2 separate regions of the Hordeum vulgare genome follow, and region 2 is linked to region 1. Evidence: chromatin contacts called from public Hi-C data. All regions are on one chromosome and are shown on one strand. Each heading gives the region's core, a stretch centred on a gene start, on an enhancer-like site or on the middle of the called end of the contact. The rest is flanking DNA. Distances are from core to core; before and after follow the strand shown.

Region 1 (3,219 bases), core at 425-2,924:
CTTCTGCATGCCTTCTGCGTGTGTCGCGCTTGTTGCTCCCCGCAAAATGCGGCACATAGAAGGTCCTGACATATGCTATCTGTGGAGTGGCCAAGGTAGAGGGTAGCCCACCCTGAGATTGGAAAATGAGCTTTATACCAACAGAAAGGCTAAAAAATAAAAGAACAAGATAAATTTACACGCTTATGTTGGCCCACCCTAGCCAAGTGGGCTAGGTGAGCCACTGTATCTATGTGGGTCTTAAATTAATACATGAAGTAGTACTGTTTCTTGAAAAAAAACCTAAAGTGATGTTAAGATTACTTTGTTTTCACTGTAACTTTAGACAATAAATGTGTGCTGATTTTCAACATTATGGTTGGTCAGTTGTCATCATAGACAAACCTACCTGAATAAACCACATGTCTTGTTAGTTACCACAGGAAACCAAGATTCAGCTATGCATGTTTGATATTGCGTGACCGAACATTTAAAAAATATCAAAAAATACGAAGCTGAGAGCAACTTCAACTACGCGATTGAAATGGGCGCATGTTTTGTCTGTATTTTATTCATTTGGGTCGTCGTCTGTTGGTTTGTGTCCGTTTTTAAAATTAGATCGGCCGGTGCGTCCAACGGGGTGGACGGGTGGGTGGATGAAGAGGAGAGAGGAAAGAGAGGACCATATGTGATGGATGGTGGATGGCAGGTGGACCACAGAGTGTATGCAGCCGACAGCGGCGAACAAAAAGGACGCATGAAATGTTCGTTTTGTGTCCGCCTTCAATCCAAATGTGAATCAAATTTAGGTATGAAATAAATCGATGCGGACACGAAACATGCTTGATTTGAAAATAGATCTTTGCGTTGGGTAATTATTTTTATCCGTGATGAACAAAGAGACATGAGCAAACGAAGCGAGTCACCCAGTTATAGTTGATGTGAAGTCAAAAAAAAAGGGAGCTGAAAACGTCGACATAGCCCTTGCACCAGGTCACCATTTCCCATCCCATACCAGGTTTGTCCCGTTGCCAGACCATCTAATCACCCCCGTTGTCTCGTTGCCCCCGGCTCCAAGCTCAGTGCAGAAAAGAAAATTCCTAAACGGTGTTCACGCATGGGAGGGCCGGGCTCCGGCAACATCGTCGGATGATGGCGGCACAGTTTCTTTGACGCTTCGCCGATGCCGACCCTTTCCCCGCTGCAGTGCAAGCGCAGTGGCGGCACGCCGCAAGTGCCCGTCCGTCCGTCCGTCCGTCCGGAGCCTCGACGGCTACGGCGCCCGGCACGTGCACACCGTCTGCACGGATCCAAGGAAACTGTGGCCGTATCGCCTTGTCCCTCACCCCACCCCACCCCACCCCCCACGGGCAGCCTCGTTCATGCACCTCGCCGACACGCATTCCCCGCATCATGTGACGCTGCTCGATCAGCGCGCGGCGGCCCCTGCTCCCGGTGTTGTCATAATCTATCCAAATTTCGTAATCCATCCAAAGTGCATTGTAATACTACGTGCTACTAGTACAAGACAGGTCTAGTTTTGTCAATCGCATCAGAATATCAAGTACAGTATTTGCGCGGTGCTGCGGATAGGCGTATCTCAACAAGATATACCACCGGCTGTATCTGTGTACAGCGTGGACAACCGTGTGGTATAGTGGATAAGCGTATGTGTGTACGTATACGGCGACTCGGCGGGGACAAAGACAAGACAAACCTATGGTCTTGTGGTTGTGGGCGCGAAGGATCGGAGAAGATATACGCCGGCGGCGCCGAATTGTAGTCAGCGGCGGCGGAGCCACAAACTTTACGACGAGCTGGATGGGATCGGAGGATCGGATCCCCCGGTCCCTGGGCTGCCTCCGTCGCTATCTTGGGTCTACACTCTATGCACGACCCATGATCCTCCGATCGGGACAAAGAAGAGATTACACGAGCGATATCGGGATGGAGATCCAGAGGAGATGGACAATGGCGAGCAACAGCAACTGAACGACTCTACAGCTAGCGGCAGCGCGTCATTATCGACGAGGTATGGGGAAGCAAGCAGAGCGATCCTATACCTAGGCTTTTAGCTTTGCTTGGCAGCTTCCTTGGTCCTACCACCATTGTTTTTCGCGTGAGATGCACGACGCGTGGGTTGTTGGCTCATAGCAGAAACTCTTCGTTTTGGTTTCACCCCGTGGACCATTTTCAGGAGCATGTCCTCAAACATTAGTACACACACCATTTGTTTTGAAAAACCGGGCGCCTGCACCCTCTCCCCATATGTCCGGTCCTTTCCTTAATAATGCAGTACCTTTTTACTATCTTCGTCATCATATTTCGCACATACATCAATTAATAATTTAACAATCAGCAACCAAACAACTTAACAATTCAAAGATTATCCATTTATAGTGATCAAGCTTGGCACAACGACATATCGTCCTATGTGGTGTATGCAGTACCTCTCCACATCTGCGAATTTGGATCACCAAGTTCATATTTTGGAGGCACTTGATCATTCTTGATCTTTTCTTTTGCGAAATATTCTTGATCATATCCATCATGAAATCATCGTAAACATGCATCACAGTGATCCATACAATTCTAAAAATTGCTTCTAGTATGGGGAAAAATAATAACTTGACTTGGGGATAACATGCCCTCGGACAGTTGACGCACGAAAGAGCCATGATGATGTGGTATTTTTTTATTACAATATATCCATCTAAGGATAGCGCACACACCGATCTAGCTCTGTTTGGATACTAGGGCTTATGTCTGCAAGGTATTCAATCGTGGGATTGTATAGGGGTTATGCCTCCGATGTTGGATGTGCAAGAAGATGTTGTAAGGGATGTGTTACATCCTCGAAATAGGCTTTCACCCATCTTTATAGATAAATCAACAACCAAACAAGTATATGACCGAACGATACAAGATGTCGAGGTACCCCTCTTACGAAGCTAATCCTAAGATATCTGTCACACGCAGAACACACGTGACTACGCTATCCGAAGCGAGCACCGAAAGAACTAAACACCCTCGCACTACGACCTAGCACACCTAAACCCCACGACAACACCCCCAAGAGGGAGAACAACACAGATCGTCACCACTGCCGAGTCCACACGAGACAAAGGTCTTCACCTGGAGCCCTAACACGGAGAGAAGAACCACAACTACGTCATTCAGAATAGTGTGACACTCTCAGGTGTCGTCGTCATCTTCGCAAGGCACAGAGTTTTTGCTCGA
Region 2 (3,219 bases), core at 496-2,995, 230 kb before region 1:
GGGCAGAGCCGCTCCTGGCGAGATCGAGAGTTTCGACGGGGACGGCGGGAGCGGACGAGGAGGAGACAGGAAACACGAGTTGCGCGTGCTAAGAAAACCTAGGCTCTAATACCATGTTAGAAATAAGCAACTTGTATTACCATGAGGCCATAGGCCGGTATATATATACATGTACAGGTGGTGGACTATATGCAGGAAACCCCTTATATATTGGGATAAATACAGAAGGGTACATTACTTGTATTATAACTCTAACACGGGGCAGGGAACTGTGATGAGCAAGCCACCGTGGCTAGCGAGCCGGCCAAAAGTTCGGTCAGCTGACCGGCTACGGGCGTTTACCTATATCTCATCGGTCGGACATGTTCGCATGTCACCGCCTCTCGCCGACCGTCCATGCCGCTGGTCGCCGTCCTCGCCAGCCGTTCCTGTCGGCCATCCTCGCCGCTGGGTGCCGACCTCGCTGACTGTCCTAGTCACCGTTGCAGCCCACGCCATGCGTCCTCGCTGTTGGTCACCGAATCGCCGACTGTCCTAGTTGCCTGTCATAGCCCTCGCCGACCGTCCACGTCGCCGGCTTCACAAATGCTCTCAAGCTTCCCCCACCTATGGGCACACAAGAGCTTCAATGGCACCGGGGGACGCATGCTGCAATGGTGATGGAAGGGTGCAACGGTAGCAACGAGCATCGGTGCGCGACTGAACCGAGTCAAGACTTGAACTGTTGTACATCCGTGGGTTGCAACCGCTAGAAAAATAGCTTCAATCCCTAGATGAAAAAGCTTCAACCGACTATAAAGAAAGTTTTAGCTGACACTGCGAACCAGGGAAAGATACAACTGTTGACACAAAATGCTTCAACCTTAGATAAAAAAAATCTTCAACCAGATGATAGAGAGAGCTTTAACCAAACGCTACTCAAAACGAAAAAAGTTCCAATCATTTACAGAAAAGCTTCAACTATGAATGGAAAAAAGCTCCAACCTTCGAGAGAAAAAAAACTCTAACCAGACACTACGCAATCAGAGAAAAGTTGCAACCATTGACAAAGAAAGCTTCAACCGTATATGAGAAAAGTTTCAGCCGGCTACCGGCGACAAAAAAAAGCTGGGATCGGCCACCAGGGGTTCTCGAAGAAGTTGTATGTGTTTTTTTGCTGGAATGGACGAGGCGAAAAGCTGCAACTAGAGAGGCGGTTTGCTGGGACCAACATCAGACGAGAGTGGTGTGTTGCGACGGTGGCGAGTTGCACTACCAACAGTGGTGGAGCTGCGGCAGTCGCAGCTAAACCACAGGGAAAATTCACACTGATTAAAGGGCAAGAAATCTTGAGGATGAGGGAGAGGAATCCATGAACTGATGACGGTGCGCAGTTTTGCTTTGGGAAAGAAGAAATGAACGGTGAAGGCGTAGAGCTCACGAATGAAGGAATAAGACACGACCGTGGGCGGTGTGTGGGTCTAGCTACGTGGGCACAACACATGGGTGACGTCTGAAAACGCACAATCGCAAATGATCGCAGAGCGTGCGCGGAGCCGGCGAAACGTTTCAGCCGACGCTTCGGATGTAAACATTTCCCTTGTTGGTACGTAGCTAATGAGGTCCTTGTCAACTTACAACCCAAGTAGACAACCCAAGTTAGAGGCAGACTCGGATCCAACCTCACGGCAACGCGACCTCAACGCATACAATACATCTCCGGATGCCCAAGCTTAAACCCAAATCTACCCCCACACGGCCCTACCTCCTCACCAGCAAACCTGGCAAATAATAGCCGGCAACACAACACCCAAACAGCCAGGAAAATCCACACGCCATCATGGCCACCACGCGACTCCGCCTCCTATTCCTATTCACGCTGCTCGCCGGCACCGCCGTCTTCTCCGTCTCCGCTGCCTGCGACGTCCCTGCCGAGCCGGCCGTCGCCGGTGCAGTCGGCGCGGAGCCGAGCGCGTACGAGATGCTGGAGAAATTTGGGTTCCCAAAGGGCATCCTGCCGGTGGGCGTCACCGGCTACACGCTCCGGCGGTCGGACGGCGCGTTCCAGGTGTTCATGGACAAGGATTGCGAGTTCGAGGTGGACGGCGGGTACAAGCTCACCTACCAGCGGACGATCTCCGGCAGGGTGGCTGGCGGCAGCTTACGGGACCTCCGGGGCGTCTCGGTGAGGATCTTGTTCGTCAACTGGGGCATCGACCAGGTGCTCATGGCCGACGCCGACCACCTCATGTTCTACGTCGGCCCGCTCTCCCAGGCCTTCACGTCGGACAACTTCGAGGAGTCCCCGCGGTGCAGCTGCCGCCGCCATGGCGTTGCGGACGTTGGAGAGGTCGTGGGCGTGGCGGCGATGTAGGATCGGGCAGTTGGTTACGTGATTGCATATACGTGTACACAACAAACTACTGGTTTTTTTTTGAACACAACTACTACTGGTTAATTTGGTTTCCGGGATTGGTGCGTGAAATTCTTGCACGTGATGCTGTGAATTTTTTGATGCAAGTCGATGCATGCACGATTGGTGTGCGTGCAACGCGCTGCACACCGAGGAAAAGGACCCCATCAAATGGGGTGTCGATTTTATTTGCCATATTTATGATTCTTCTTCTTAGTGCGTGCAATTGTTATATTTTGCCTTCAATGTTTTATGTGGATTTGAAGACGATTTACCGTCTCTGGTCAGGTGATGATCATGTACATTAGTGGTGGTGTCGAGCTTGTCAGGCATGTTTGCAAACAAACAAAAAAAAAAGAATAAGGCTAGCAGATGCGAGTTTGTACCATCAAGCGTCAAATCATTATAGAGAGTTCGACTCATCCATCTACATATATTCACTTTGATCCCTTATCACCATCTTTTTTATGTCCATGTGATCTTTAAACGTTATCAACCAAAATCTAGCTTCTATGTGCATTTATTTGCGCCACAATTTTGTTTAAAACTCATAATTTTTGATTCAAGTGTCGAAATCAAGTTTTGTTTTTACTGTTGGGTTTCTCGTTATGAGATCTTCAAAACTAGATCCTATATTGATATCTTTTGTTGAACTTTTTTGAGGCAACTTTGGATACGATGAAGGCAACTTTAGTGTTATTGGAAAGCAACTTCATTTTTTTGCCTAGCAGGATTGGCAATTAGTTGGTTTGCGTAAAATTGAGAAAATCATACAAAACATGAGGCACATTGATCTCCCCCTAGCAAGTTGATCTCGCACTGTGTGC

Evidence for each region. Hi-C and Micro-C count contacts between places; a contact is called where the count stands out from the background.
Region 2: a Hi-C map of leaf shows a contact between it and region 1, with 3 times the contacts expected there. The contact joins the promoter of LOC123412812 here to the enhancer-like site in region 1. A contact is called at or near these places in 2 of 6 Hi-C or Micro-C datasets (leaf and seedling).

Annotation. Positions count from the first base shown.
Region 1 is chr1H:428,132,611-428,135,829 of MorexV3_pseudomolecules_assembly, reverse strand. No RefSeq gene overlaps it. Among protein-coding and RNA genes, the nearest start is that of LOC123400053, 76 kb to the right of the region's middle. Within about 2 kb of position 1,674, at least 3 of the 3 cell types and tissues checked have open chromatin away from gene starts, as enhancers often do. A contact at or near this core is called in leaf and seedling, where this site is marked.
Region 2 is chr1H:428,359,357-428,362,575 of MorexV3_pseudomolecules_assembly, reverse strand. LOC123412812 reads left to right here and starts at 1,745. Exons shown (of 1, transcript XM_045105763.1): 1 at 1,745-2,780. The coding sequence starts at 1,820. The coding sequence ends at 2,353.